Regions from separate parts of the Mus musculus genome. Here region 1 is linked to region 2. Evidence: chromatin contacts called from public HiChIP or PLAC-seq data. All regions are on one chromosome and are shown on one strand. The core of a region is the stretch at or near the end of the contact, and the rest is flanking DNA. Distances in the headings are between cores, read along the strand shown. Region 1 overlaps Mical3 (microtubule associated monooxygenase, calponin and LIM domain containing 3). Region 2 overlaps Bcl2l13 (BCL2-like 13 (apoptosis facilitator)).

Evidence for each region. HiChIP or PLAC-seq counts read pairs in DNA pulled down with a chosen protein or histone mark.
Region 1: a contact with region 2 is called in a FOXA1 HiChIP or PLAC-seq map of pancreatic cancer cells. The contact joins two enhancer-like sites. A contact is called at or near these places in 2 of 115 datasets of contacts at active chromatin or transcription factors (embryonic stem cells and pancreatic cancer cells) and 2 of 9 other capture datasets (adipose tissue and embryonic stem cells).

The regions. Positions count from the first base shown.
Region 1 is chr6:121,098,179-121,105,593 of GRCm38.p6, reverse strand. The region is part of intron 1 of Mical3 (microtubule associated monooxygenase, calponin and LIM domain containing 3); the gene reads left to right. Among named protein-coding and RNA genes, the nearest start is that of Mical3, 29 kb to the left of the region's middle. Within about 2 kb of position 4,168, at least 40 of the 459 cell types and tissues checked have an H3K27ac peak or open chromatin away from gene starts, as enhancers often do. A contact at or near this core is called in pancreatic cancer cells, where this site is marked.
Region 2 is chr6:120,863,002-120,870,132 of GRCm38.p6, reverse strand. Bcl2l13 (BCL2-like 13 (apoptosis facilitator)) reads right to left here. Exons shown (of 7, transcript NM_153516.2): 4 at 4,409-4,565. Among named protein-coding and RNA genes, the nearest start is that of Bcl2l13, 30 kb to the right of the region's middle. Within about 2 kb of position 3,877, at least 67 of the 459 cell types and tissues checked have an H3K27ac peak or open chromatin away from gene starts, as enhancers often do. A contact at or near this core is called in pancreatic cancer cells, where this site is marked.

The sequences.
Region 1 (7,415 bases), core at 2,919-5,418, 240 kb before region 2:
TGCTTCCCTCTTTGGTCTGCCTGCTTCTATGGTTGAGACTGGCTGTGAAGTTGAGGAGAGGGGATGATGGCCAGTAGAGGGGGCTTTCTGCACTGGAGGGTCTGCTGGGGCGGTTACATCATAGTTGGTGCTGAAAGGCTCATTCTGGTGAACTCTGGGAAGGAGACATCACAGCCAGTGGCTAACCAGACACTGCAATTGGCTTCCCTTACAGCTTTAAAATAAATGTGCAGGGCTGTGGGTGTGGCCCTGAGGAGGACCCTGGAGCCCCAGCACCATTTAAACTGACAGAGCTCCATTTTATTTGGTCCAGCCTGCCTCTGTCTCTGAAGCGTGAGAAGCCCCTCCACCTTGGGAGCCTGGGGAGGAGGAGGAGAGAGGAGAACGCCGCCCCTCGTCCCTGGCTGCCCTATGATTGGGGATTTCAGGGTTCTGGAATAGAAGAATGTTGCAGAGAGCAGCCTGCTAGAGCTTTCGGACTCATAACAGTCCTGATCATATGACCATAGTGGCAGACACTGAAGAGCCCTGACTGACCCTCTGAGTGGACACTGTGTTGTGAGTGTTCTGCAGAGTCCTAAGCCAGCCTGGGGCAGCCAATTGGGGCAGGAAGTTGTGCTGTTATCATCGATCTTTCTACTAAGAGGGTGGTGGTCTCAGGATTCCCAGGCTGTGCCTGTACCCTCACACACGCCTGTGACTCCTAAAAACCATAATCACACTTCTCCCTTTCATTTATAGAAACGGACTGAACCAGCCTCAGGAGTTCTGTGTGTGTGTGTGTGTGTGTGTGTGTGTGTTTGTTTTCTTCCAGGAAGTCTCTCTTTGTCACCCTGGGCCTGGAAGTAGCTACGTAGACAGGGTTGGCCTTGAACTCAGAGATCCTCCTGCCTCTGCCTTCTGATTCTGGGATTAAAGGTGTGTTCCCGTGTGTCTGGCCTGATTTCTCTTCAGTGTTCCACTCTGGAGCATCTGGAGGCCTGGTGTAGCCTGTGTGCTTCTCAGAGGGCAGTGCAGGGCAGTAGGAAGGTCTTCCGGGGTCATGGAGCTGGGCTGTGGGATTGAGTACAGCCATGTCTGTCCATATCTCTTCTTTCCTCTACTTTGTGACTTAGGTGAGTTTCTCTCTCTTAAATTTTCCATGATTTTAGTTTCTGTTACTTTGTGTGTGTGTATATAGTGGTTAGCGGTGTGCAGCGTGCTGTGTGCATGTGTGTATACGTGTACATGTGTCATGGCCCACGAGTGAAGGTAAGAGGCAGTGTTTGGGAGTTGGCTTTTTCCTTTCCCTGTGGATCCCAGGGATCAAATTTGTGATCAGGCTTTTCTGCAACAAGCAATTTTTTTACTCATTGAGCCATCTCTCTGGCTCTGCCGTGGGTCTGTCATTCCCAAGGCTGAAGTCCAGATCAGTTGTCATTGCCTTGGTTTCTTTATGGATAAGAAGTAGTCTGGGGAAGACACCACTGTGTATAATTAATTGGCAATCGAGTTTTTATAGCAGAGCCTTTTACCCAGTTAGGCCTGGACCAGCTGAACTCATTTATTTCCCTGTGAAAATGGAAAAAGGAAGTATTTAACCAGAGGCTTGAATTCTGTCACATCATTTCCAACACAGATAGGCTATTCTCCAAACCAGTCTTGCAGAGGTTGGGTGGATGGGGGTGAGGAGTAGCAGACAAGTTTATGTCTTTGGTATTTGCCTGTGAGCAAGTGGACCTGATGGGTCAGAGATGAACACTGTGTGCCCAGCCTTCCTAGAGAAGGTGGACTAAGGAGAGAGCTCTGGGCCTCGTCACACTCCGGGAGCCCAAGAGGAGCAGGGACAGTCCCTAAGGGCTTCAGGTGTTGACACACTCACCCTTGACATGTTTATTGAAGAACTTCTCCGGAGCCTGCAGGAAGTTACCGTATTTGTAGGTGACAACGTGAGAGCAGTAAGCCTCGCTGTATGGTGATCTGTGATTTAATTGGTCAGGAGTGCCGAACTTGGAGTGGTGCGCAGGTGCGATTGGTCAGGAGCGTGGAACTTGGGAGTGGTGCGCAAGTGCGCACTGCTGAGGCGCAGTACCCATCCAAGACTGCTTGCTTGTCTCTTGCACATTACAGGGAGCCTTTCTAGGCTTTACCTAACCCCCTGTGCTGTGGCTGGGATGTTTGTATTTTGCCAACAGGGTTGGGTTGTTTTGTAGCTCTTCCTCCTCAGGACCATGGCTGCAGGAAGGGCTGGGTTACCTCCACTTCCTGCAGGCGGCCATTGGGCCCATCACCACTGGAGAATCTGCTGGCTGGTATCCTTGTCCTTGCCCAGCCACTGCTTGCCAAGAAGAGAGACAGGTACTCTAGTGGCCGAGCACGCCTAGAGGACATGCTGCCGGCCACACCCTCTCCCAGGTGTTCTGACTGTCCTGGTCACGAGGGCCTCCACTGGTCACTTGTGGGTTTAGAACTGTTGTTAGAACTGCCAGGGCTTCTTTGCAGCACCGTTCCAGCTATGACTCGGAGCCTGGGTGGAGCCTTGCGGTGCCGTTTCAGGCTCTCCCAAGCCCCCACCTTCTGCTCATCTTTCGAGGTCACTTGCTATATTTGGAGGCTGATGAAGGCCTCCTTGGACTTCTTACTGCCGAGTGTACTCAGTGGAATACAGTTTTGCTTGTGTTTAGTCTTGTATTTTCAAAGACCTTTGGGTCGCTTTAGATCCACTCTAGTGGAAATTTGCTTTTATATCCTGGAAACAAGTCAAGCATTCTGATCCCATGTGGTGAGCATGTTCGGGTCATACTGCTTATGAAGAGTTCTCTGTGGACAGCGATCCCAGAGAAGTGTTGGTGGGCTTAAAGGCGATCGTATGGAAATGTGCCCCTCCTCGTGCCTGTCTATATTTCTTGGCTGAAGTGGACTTTATCACAATAAAGGAATTTTGTGACATAATTCTTTCTCTAGGAAGGTGACATTTTGTTTGTATGTGACTTTCAAGCATTCTGATCTTCCACTGTTGGTACAAATGATGGCCTATCTCTGTTTTGGTTATGGCTTTTGAAACAGAGTCTTGCTGTGTGGCTAGGCTGGCCTTGAACTCAGCTCCCAGAGGCCTGGGATCACAGTGGGAGCCACCTCTCCTACTTGCCTGTCACTTTCGCTTGCTTTTACTTCTTTATGCTATGCCTATAAGCAGCCTCAGAGACAAAGAGGCCCCTGGACTTGGCCTCTGTAGCTTCCCTGCCTTGCTGGTGTGGCAGAGCTAGGTGCTGTCATGGACTGTCAGTCAGGGTGGATGCTGTGTTGGCAGGGGCTGGCTGGCCTGCCTTGTGCTCATGCACTATTCATTGGCACACCAGAAGTTGTCTGTACCGGCTTCTCCAATGGTGCTCACACACAGTTGCCTGCCTTTTCTCTTCCCAGGCTATTTTGCAAGCTCTTGTGGTCTCTAAAACACTTGAATGTATGCAGCAGGCAGGGCAACCAAGAGTGGCATAGATAGGTCCCCCACAGTAAAGGAGACCAAGGGATTTGGCTGAAAAGAAAAAAAAAGTTAGGCTGTGGGTTGGAAAGGGAACCCATCTCCTGGTGTCTACTTAGAAGTGTTTATGTTATGATCTTTTTTTCTCCTTACACTAACTATACATAGCCGTGTGATGTCCACTGAATGGGTTGGGAAGAAGGGCCTGAAGAAGCTAGGTGACCTGCCTGAGGACTCTCAGCTGATGCATAGTGGTTCTAACTCAGGAGTAGAGGTGCCAGCTTACGTGGTGGTAAAGAGCGTGCCTTCTGGAATCAGACTGGAGCATGTGACCTCATGTGTGTTCTGTAGCCTCCCTGGACTCGGTTTCCTTGTCAGGATCATTGGGGCAGGAAGGTGCCTGAGAGTCCTGCTTCGAGGTTACAGGCAGACACAATCCCACCAGGTACGTGGCAAGCACACAGTGGTCTTCTTGCCTGTGCCTTTGAAACTTGGAGTGTAGGCCTGGGGCTGTGGGTTTCCTCTCGGTTCGGGAACAGCATGTGTGGGTTCAGGCTGTGCAGTGAGCCAGGAATGGGTTTGTGTGCAGAATCTTGAATAAGAAACGTGCTTGAGCAAGGAGGAGCTCACCTGTCCCTGGGCCATCTATGGCTGTCCTTGGGCCATCCCTGGCTGTCCCGTCCAAGGTTGACTACCACCTGCTCCTGCTAATTGCCTCTCACTCCTGCTTGCTGTCTGATTACTGTCTGCCTTGTTCCTGTGACTCAGCATTCTCTGTCCTACTAGTAATCTTTTAAACTTCCTGAAATGATATATTCATTAACTTATGGATGGCACCGCTTGGCCTCGTCACTGTACTGGGTTGTGTGTCCGTGTTTGTGTGTGAGTGTGTATGTATGTGTGTATGTGTCTGTAAGTGTGTGTGAGTTGAGTGTGTGTGAGTATGTGTATATCTGGGAGTGTGTGTATGTGTGTGTGTATGAGTGTGTGTGTGTGTGTGTGTGTGTGTGTGTGTAAATACAAAAATGGTATGGGCCATTGATTGGGAAAACAAAGACAAAACAGCTCTAACTCGAGGAGAGCCAGCTTGGGCCCGGTGTTGGTTTAGAGTTTACAGGCATGGTCAGTTCTGCGTCATTTGAACTTCACAGGTGAGGACGTAGAAATAACCAGCATCCACCTTAGGACACTCAGGACATAAAAGAGAGATGCCTCCGCCTTGAACCTGGTCTACACTGACCCCTAGCCTACAAAGGTGTGATTCCTATGCATCCTAGGTCATTGAGAGGAGTATTTAGGTGAGAAGAGAGTACCCACCTCCCTTTTAAACCTTCAGTCTTCTTTATAGAAGTGTTTGCTCACTTAGTAATTTCAGCTTTTTTTCATACTTTTTTTTTGAGAATTTTGCACACTGTTTTGACCATAATCACCCCACCTCAACTCTTCCCATATCCCTATCCCCTTCCCTTTCCACCCAACCATGACCCCCCACCCCCATCTCCCATCAAGAACATCTGTACTGCACCATCTTCTCCCAGGGCTCAGGGATCATTGCTGGAGAAGGGGCAGAAAGAGTGTAAGAGCCAGAGAGGCTGTGAACAAATACAAGGAATACTGTCCTGCAGACACAGCAGGGCAGCAGCCCTTCCAGACCCACAGCAGCTGTGACAGCACGCGCACACGCACACGCTCCATGGGAGCTCAAGCCAGACCAAGTCCCGGCATAGCAAGGGGAGGTGGATGTGAAATCCCACCCCTAGCTCAGGAGCCATTGGATGTGATAGCTCCTGGGAAGAAGGACAGTTAAGAGTGTTGCCTCTGGTAGGTTGACCAGGCTCCAGCGTAAGGCCACATTGCCAAGAATGTATGGGCGACACAGAGAAGAGGGTATGCGATGCAAAGCAGTGGCTTAGAGTTGAGAGCGAGCCCAGGACATTATAGGCAGTGAGGGGGGCAGCCCTCCTCGCTGGTTGCTGAGCTCAGTACCAGTGAGTCTGAACCACTGTGGTAGGCTCTGCCTGGGTGCTTGGAGGTGAGTAAGATGCGTTTCTCTCCCTGTGGAATCTTGGTGTAGCCAGGGAGACAGACACACAAATAGATGACTCCCTTGCAGTGTGGTAAGAGCAAGAGCCGTGATGAGCGAGTGTAAATGTAGGTGCCATAGGAGCTGAGGAAAGGGAGCCAGGAGTTCTTCCCAGAGCCTTGAAAGGCAGGCTAGTGGCCAGCTGAGAAGAGCTTTCTAAAAGATGAGAGCAGCCATGAGCAAGCACACGGAGCCCGTCTGTCCCCAGGGCCTGGGTTTGCCTCATCGCACTCTATAGACAGTTTATGGAGGTGGGATTCGCCCTGAGTAACAGCGTGGAAATCATGTTGAAAGTCAGGTAAAGGGGGAGAGATGGGAGAGCAAGATTGTTGTGGAAGGAGTCACTTTCTGAAGGGAGCATTCTCATTTCTGGGAGCTGGGTGCTCTCTGGTGCAGCTCCTCCACTCTGTCTTTGTGACACTGTCTGACAGACTCTGACTGTCTCCAGATAGAGAGGCAACGACCCACTCAAGAAAGCTCTCTGTGTCGTCTTGGGAGTACACTGGGTTTACTATAGGAATATGGGTCATCTCAAAACAGTGGCATCACTATATAGTTCCATTTCAGTGTGGGTAATGGCCTCTCAAAAGCTGTCTCAGTAAAGCCCCCACCCCTGTCAACCTTCTGCTTCTGTACTGAGGTGATTTCCCACCACATGCAGCTGGGGCAGGACTGCATGTCACTGGGAGTCCCCCACTCCCACACCCATACCCAGAGACAGCCTTTCAGGAATATTGTGAAAGGTGTTGGAGATAATGCAGAGCCGGTGGGCATGGCTATAGGCCATTGACGCTGTAATTTATGAAATAGGAATTTTTATGTAACTTTCATCAATTATAGAATGAGTCTTGTCTGGGTTTCCCTCAATCCTTGAAATATATTTTAAAAAAAGCGTCTTACTTGGAGGTTGGATTTGGCCACTGGTTGGAGTTTGTCCACCCCCAGCAGTTGGTAATAATTCAGATGTAGCCCAGCAGAGGTGGCGCACACCTTCAATCCCAGCACTTGGGAGGCAGAGGCAGTCCGATCGCTGAGTTCAAGGCCAGCCTGGTCTATAGAGTGAATTCCAGACAGCCAAGACTATACAGAGAAACCCTGTCTAGGGAGTGGGGGTTGGGGAATCAGATGTAACATGACAAAGGACTGGGCCAGGATGTTGGCATTGAAGATAAAGAGGAAGGGACCTGATGCCAGAGACCCTTTGGAAAGAGGATTCTGATTAGATAGCAGGGAGGAGAGGGAGGAGCCCAGGCAAGGCAGGAGCTGCTGAGTAGGTGCTTCCGGACCCAATTGGTAAAGCTGGCTCTATTTCCATGTGCCAAGAGCATGTGCCACTGCTGGGGAAAGCCCAGGGGGAGCAGAGTCCTGTCTGTGCTGCCAGGTGCCTCTCTGACGTCACCCTGCGCATGCCTCCTTGCCTGTCAGCTTCTTTTGCTACCCTGGTTTTAGGTGCACTGCAAAATAGGACCTGCTGTAACTTGGTTGGGGCTGCCCTTGGAGTTATTTGGGGGGCGGGTCTTTTGTCAACGCTTCCCAGTCAGGAGAAGCCACAAGAGCAGCAAGCAGTAGAGAGTCCCACTGCCTGCTATCTAGATGTATGTATTAGATCTCATTGTTCCCGTTTGCTCCGGTTACTTTACCATTCATTGTGCCTCTCTATTCAAAATGCCTCAGTGCAGATTTATCAAAAGATAAGACAGTGCTCCTTGGCCACGGTACAGAGCGCTAGGGCACTTAGCATGGATGTGGAACTGTAGTCTGATTGTTTCTGACGCTACTGTGCCTCCCGTAGCTGTTCTTGCTAGATGGCTGCCATCCTCGGAGAGACGCTCATCACAGGAGTGGATGCTAACAATCCTAATGGCAGGATTG
Region 2 (7,131 bases), core at 2,628-5,127:
GAGGTGGAGGCAGACTGAGCTCTGAGTTTAAGGCCAGCCTGGTCTATAGAATGAGTTCCAAGACAGCCAGAGTTATACAAAGAAACCTTGACTCAAAAAAAAAAAAAAAAAAAAATGGGGGGAGTATAAATGCTAAAAACTAATAAGTAGATCATGAACAACTTTTTGAAACTGAGACCATGGAGAGCAAGTATAGACGTGGTAAGTCTGCCCTATCTTTTACTTGGAGTCTGATATAAAGTCCTGAAGAGGCCTGGTCTAGTGACCCATGCTATAATCTGAGCACTGAAGAAGCTGAGTAATATGCTAGCCTGGGCTACACAGTGAATCTCAAACCAGTTAGGGCTATACAACAAGAGTCTATCTCAAAAAACACAAACAGACAAAAACCATGGTGTGCAGAGAAATGAGCATATCTTATTATTTGCATATTAGTCCTAATCAGACCAAGCCCTGAATTACTGTAAGAAACCACAAGTCCCACTAAAATTTGTTAAAGAACTTTAAGTACTGTTTCCTTTCCTTTATAAAATTAAAACAAACAAAAAACCATGATACCAATTAATGTGAATGCAACACCATCTTGGAAAATAAAATTATCCTTCCCATCTGGAGTAAAGTACTAACAGTATGCACCGTTAGTCTCAGCACTCAGGCACAGACAGGCAGAACCCTGAGGTTTCAAGTCAAGACTGATGTACAGAGTAAGCTCCAGGACAGCCAGAGTGATGGAGAGGCCCTGCCTCAAAAGCAACATAAATAAACAGATGAGAAATAAATTAAAAAGTGAGAGGATACTTGGGGTTTTTTAAATAGGTTTTTAAAACCCAATTCCAAAAACTTGCTCTGTTCTGACCACGTTAGTGTGTGATTCCCTCAGCTGAGGAATGCATAAGACAGCAGTAGCTACTGCTTCAGTGGCCTAGGAGCTAAGGTTTGATACTTTTCCTGTTGATATTTTGTATTACATCATATAGTATCACTTAGGAAGCTAAAGTTAGAAAAAGCTAAGAGACTACAAATCCCAAAACCATGCCTGGTGAACACCCAGCTGGATCTGGCCCAACCAGCACACTACTTCCATTTCAAGGATTCAAGGATTCAGTCAAGGATTTTTATATACACCACAAAAATGTCCAGATGTCACACATAGCTAAAAAAAAATTTTGCCACGTGGCTATTATGCTTAAAATATTAACATACACTGGCTTTCAAAGAGTCAGTAAGAATAAAAAAGGAATGTGGATGCCAGCAAGTGCTTGCTGATAGGAGCCTGATAGAGCTCTCTCCTGAGAGGCTCTGCCAGTGCCTGACAAATACAGAGGTGGATGCTCACAGCCATCCATTGGACTGAGCACAGGGTCTCCAATGGAGGAGCTAGAGAAAGGACTCAAGGAGCTGAAGGGGTTTGCAGCCCCATAGGAGGAACAACAATACGAACTAGCCAGTACCCCTTGCAGAGCTCCCAGTGACTAAACCACCAACCAAAGAACACACATGATGGGACTCATGGCTCCCAGTCGGACATCGATGGGAGGAGAGGTCCTTTGTCCTATGAAGGCTCTATGCCCCAGTTTGGGGGAATGTCAGGGCCAGGAAGCGGGAGTGGGTAGATTGGTGAGCAGGGGGAGGGAGGGAGGGGTGGGGGAGGGTGTTTTTTCAGAGGGAAAACCAGGAAAGGGGATAACATTTGAAATGTAAATAAAGAAAATATCCAATTAAAAAAAGAATGTGAAATATCTCACTAATAATGTTTGAGTTTTTAAAATATTTAAATATATTAATTTAAGATATATTAAAATTTTCACCAACGTCATGTTCTATCTTCATGTGACATGCCCCGTATCTACTGAACAGCACTGGTCTAACTAAAGACCTCAGGAACAGCTCTGATGACACAGGTACCATTCAGGTACAGGTCAGCATCACCTCACTGCTACGGTGCTGTGAAGGGAGGATCACACACATGGTTCTAACTTGTGACACCATTCTCACTAGTGCCTCGGGTTCCTTTACAGGTCTTGGGCTTTAAGATTTGGGGCTTTGGGATTAGATAAGAGAATCCTGCAAAACTCAGGCTTCAGCAGTTCCTATACCATCCACCTCCCTATGTCTCCCTGAAGCTTTACTGCGGCCATCAGTCCCTGTCTGTCCTTCCTTCCCTGAACTGTTGGGGCTGCTGTGGGTCACTTAAGTCCTTAGGGGAGGTTTGCTATCAGGCTACATACTTTATCATCCTTCAGAATGAAACAGGATTTAAAACATTATATGGTCAGGCAGTGGTGGCACATGTCTTTAATCACAGCACTTGGGAGGCAGAGGCAGGTGGATTTCTGAGTTCGAGGCCAGCCTGGTCTACAAAGTGAGTTCCAGGACAGTCAGGGCTACACAGAGAAACCCTGTCTCGAAAAAAACAAAAACAAAAACAAAAACAAACAAACAAAAAAACCAAACAAATAAAACAACAACATTATATATACACACATGCATGTACATGGGACATATAGCAGGTTAAAACATTCATATTTCAATATATAGAGAAGCAAGTGGCTGACTAACCAGGCTTCCCCTTATGAGCTCTTAGAAAATAGCAGAGAAGAAAGGGGTAACTTTAGAAATCAAAGGTATTTCATATAAAGAATTCAAGATTATTTCCCCACTTTAGCAAAAACATTTGAAGGAGGCATTTCCACTTTAAGAAACTGCCTTCAACCTGTACAATAATTGCACTGTTTCCAAGGCATTAGTATCAGAGTTTAAATTTTTCAAAAGTAGACTTCTGAACAAATTTTACTTGCTATGCAACAAACTTTGAAAATAATTAATCACTATTCAGGGTTTGGGAGAGGTAAATATTCATCTAAATCAGCTTTGTGTAAAAGTAAAACACACTCAGGGCACAGTGGCACAGACCTTTAACCCTATCACTTGGAAGGCAGAGGTGAGGTGAATCTCTGTGAGTTCCAGGCCACTAAGACTCCATAGTGAGAGACCCTGTCTGAAATCATACCATTCTGTTCACTGGAGAGTTGGTAATATCGCAGCCAAATTACAATTAACAAATGAAGAAACTGACATATGAAGAATGAGATGATTTGCACAGACGGGGCTGGAGAGAGAACTCAGCAGCTAAGATTAAGAGAACTTCCTGCTCCCGTTTGGTCCCCAAGTACCCACACTGGGGTCTGTAACTCAGTCCAGGGAACTCAGTGCCTTCTTCCGACCTTCTAGACATCAGCATACAGATAAATAAAAACTCATCTTAAAGGCCAGGCATGGTGGTGGCACATGCCTTTAGTCGATATTTAGGAGGAAAAGGTACACGAATCTCTGTAAATTTGGTGAGACCCTGACTCAAAAAAGACAAGACAAAAAAAAAAAATAGAACTTGTAAACTTGTAATCTCAATATATACAATATATGAACTAAGAGAATCTTAGTGAGCCCTGCTGAATCCGGCCTTCTCCTCTTCAGGGCACAGGGGCTCAGGAACAGCAGCTCTGCTGAACACTTCAGGAAACCACACTATGACCCCAAAGTTCCTGCGTACGTCTTATTTCCTGGCCACTCAGACTGTCCTTTCTACAGTTTTAAAAGCTTGTGTCTGAGATAGAAAATCCAACTATGGCTTCATTTCACTGAGTATAATTATAAATTTTATATTTGCTCATTGCTCATTTTACCAGAATATGCAGAAGTAAACCCCAATTGCTACCTGAAAAAACACGGCCAACTCTGGCTACATGAGAGAGTAAGGACTGTCCTTACTACAACAGTGACTTGACGTCTGAATTTCAGCCTTTTTGGTGAGGAATAAATTTCTCCCTAAGTGACTCATCTTTATCAACTCATACTAATCCGATGAGTCATTACTAATTCCTCAAAGATTCTCATTGAAAAATCAGGGAAGTTGGCTTTTGAGACGTACCATGGGTGAAGAGGTTCTATGTTAGCTTGCTTGCACTTTCACTTGCCCAAAGGATAACAGTATCTGTGATACAGCTACAATTCTGAATACAGAAATCTAAAATACCAGCATGAGCTAGTTACACATTCCAGTACACAAACGCTTAGACATCATATCTAGATACAGATGAGCACCACATGGGACAGAAGCAAAGAGCGACTGGGACCGGGCAATGGCTTGTGTTTATAGCACAGTACATGCATCTGTTGAAACCTGGCAGCTCACCAGGTCAATAAAAACCATCAGGTCTTTTTGGGATATTTAAATCCCTGCTTCCAGGCAAATCCGGCATCCAAAACAAAGCAGATGCTTTAAGCTCAGAGGAAGGAAAAGTGAAGAACTGCCTAAGCAAAGCCTCAGCCATCAGCCAACCCAGGACCGCTGGACTCCCAGAGCCGCCTTAGAAGCAGCACACTCCACTCGGCAGCAACTGCAACTCACTGGCTGAGGATCGTCTGCAATGCTTTCTGCAAAGGCTCCTTCAGGTCTTGTGACACTCTTTCTCCAAGATGGGCCAAGCAGTCTTCTATGGAGCTCTCGGGGTTAGCAGGGCTAAACACAGGCGAGGTGTGACAGTCAAAGCCTGTGCTGGTGAAGGCTGAAGACAAGAGAGAAGACAGACCTAACTCAGTAAGAGGTACCAGGGCTGGAGACTGCCAGTGGTTAAGAGCAGTGCTGCTCTTCCAGAGGATCAGGGTTGGATTCCCAGTCCCCAGTCCCAGGGGATCCAAGCCCTCTTCTGGGCCTCCATGGACACTAGGTACACACAGACATGCATGCAGACAAAACACCCATATGCACGTTCTACAAAAAGTACTAAAGGTTCCAGGTGTAATGGTGAGCACCTACAATCTGGATGATCTCAAGCAGGAAGCCTGCCTGGGCTACACTGTGAGCTCAAAGCCAGCTGGGCTATACAGCAAGAACCTGTGTCGATAAAATAAAATAAAATAAAATAAAATAAAATAAAATAAAAGATAAAAACGTCAGCCAAGCATGGTGGTACACACTTTTAAATCCTAGCACTTAGAAAGAAAAGGCATCTCTGTGAATTCCAGGACAGCCTTGTCTACAAATTGAGTTCCAAGACAGTCAGAGAAACCCTGTCTCAAACAAACAAAAAGCTGGGCAAGGTAGCATTCTAGGGAAGTGGAGGCAGGATGACCAACCTTGGCTAAATGGTGAATCTGAAGTCAACCAGGGGTCCAATGAGATGATTTCAAAAAACATAATAAACAAAGAAAAAAGAAAAGAACGGGGGAAGCCGGCCTTGGGGGCACACGCCTTTAATCCCAGCACTTGGGAGGCAGAGGCAGGCGGATTTCTGAGTTCGAGGCCAGCCTGGTCTACAGAGTGAGTTCCAGGACAGCCAGGGCCACACAGAGAAACCCTGTCTCAAAAAAAAAACCAAAAAAGAAAGGAAGAACAGAACAGGGGTATGTGTTTATGACAGTCCATGAAACTAAGGTATTTACTGTTAAGAACAAGAGTTATGAGGTACTTGGAAAGATTATATAATCACTATACATACTAATCTTGTCTGAAACACGAAATTGATAGGTCCTGGGCTGGAGAGATGGCTCAGCAGTTAAGAGCACTGACTGCTCTTCCGAAGGTCCTGAGTTCAAATCCCAGCAACCACATGGTGGCTCACAACCATCCGTAATGAACTCTGACGCCCTCTTCTGGGGTGTCTGAACAGTTACAGTGTACATACATACAATAAATAAATAAAATCTTTTTTTAAAAAAAGAAATTGATAGGTCCTAAGATTTGAAGTTCTTATTGTTTTGTTTTTTTTAGATGGAGGTCTCCATATATAGCCTAGGCTGGCTTCGAACTCATTCTCCTACCTCAGTCTCTCAAGTGCTGGGATTACAGGCATAAACCACCATGAGTGGCCTATTTGTAAATCTATCTATCTACGTATCTATGTATCTATCCATCTATGTATCTATCTATCATTTATCTATCAATCATCTATCTACTTTCTGCCAGTGTTTGTCTCACTGTAGTTCACCTGTATTTACTATGTAGCCCAGGATGGCCTCAACCATAAAAGGACCTCTGTCCCTCTGCCTCCTGAGTGACTATGAGCACGTCCCTGCATGCCCACTTTGTTCATAAATTTTTATTCATCTTCCTTCACAATTAACAAGAAGCTTACATAAAAACACAATCTATCAGTTGTTTATATATTTAGGAACACATATACACACACCAACAGTTTAAAAAACAGAGGTCATGAATTTTGAAGAGAGTATGAGAGAGGCATGTAGGAGGGGCTGGGAGGAGGAGAGGAAAAGAAGGAAATGATGTAATTACAATGCTTCCAAAACTAAGATATCTTTTGTTTTGGTTTGGTTTTGGGGTGGGGGGCTTTTTTGTTATTGTTTTCCAAGACAAGGTTTTCCTCCGTGTAGCCCTGGCTGTTGTGGAACTCACTCTGTAGACCAGGCTGGCCTTGAATTCACAGAGAACCATCTGCAGCTGCCTCCAGAGTACTGGCATTAAAGGCATACACCACCACCGCCTGGCTATGAAGTATAGTTTAAAATGTGTATTTTGGCAAAAAAAAAAAGGGGGGGGGGCGGCGCTGGAGAGATGGTTCAGTGGTTAAGGACACTAACTGTTCTTCCAGAGGTCCCGAGTTCAATTCCCAGCACCACATGGTGGCTCACAGCCATCTGTAATTGGGCCTAATGCCCTCTTCTGGTGTGTCTGAAGACAGTGACAGCGTACTCACATACATTAAATAAACAAATCTTTTTTTTAAAAAGTGACTAGGGTATGGAAATCATTTCTGATGGGAAGTGAAGCCTGCTCCACAGCGGGGATTCATGTGGCACTATGAACCTGTGAACACAAACAAATCAATCTTTGGAGGAGGAGGAGGAGGAGGAGGAGGAGGCAGCTGTGGCAGGTGCTGCCAGATGTAGTAGTAAATGTCTTTAATCCTGCCTCCTGCACACCAGGTTGGCCTGGAGGCAGAGGCAGGCAGATTCTGTGAGTTTCAGGCCAGCCTGGTCTACAGAGAGTTTTTGGACAGCCAGGGTTACAGAGAAACTCTGTCTCAAAACAAACAAACAAACAAACAAACAGGAGAAAAAAATAAAAAAACCAACTAAATCAACCAAACCATAGAACATAGAACACAGCCAACA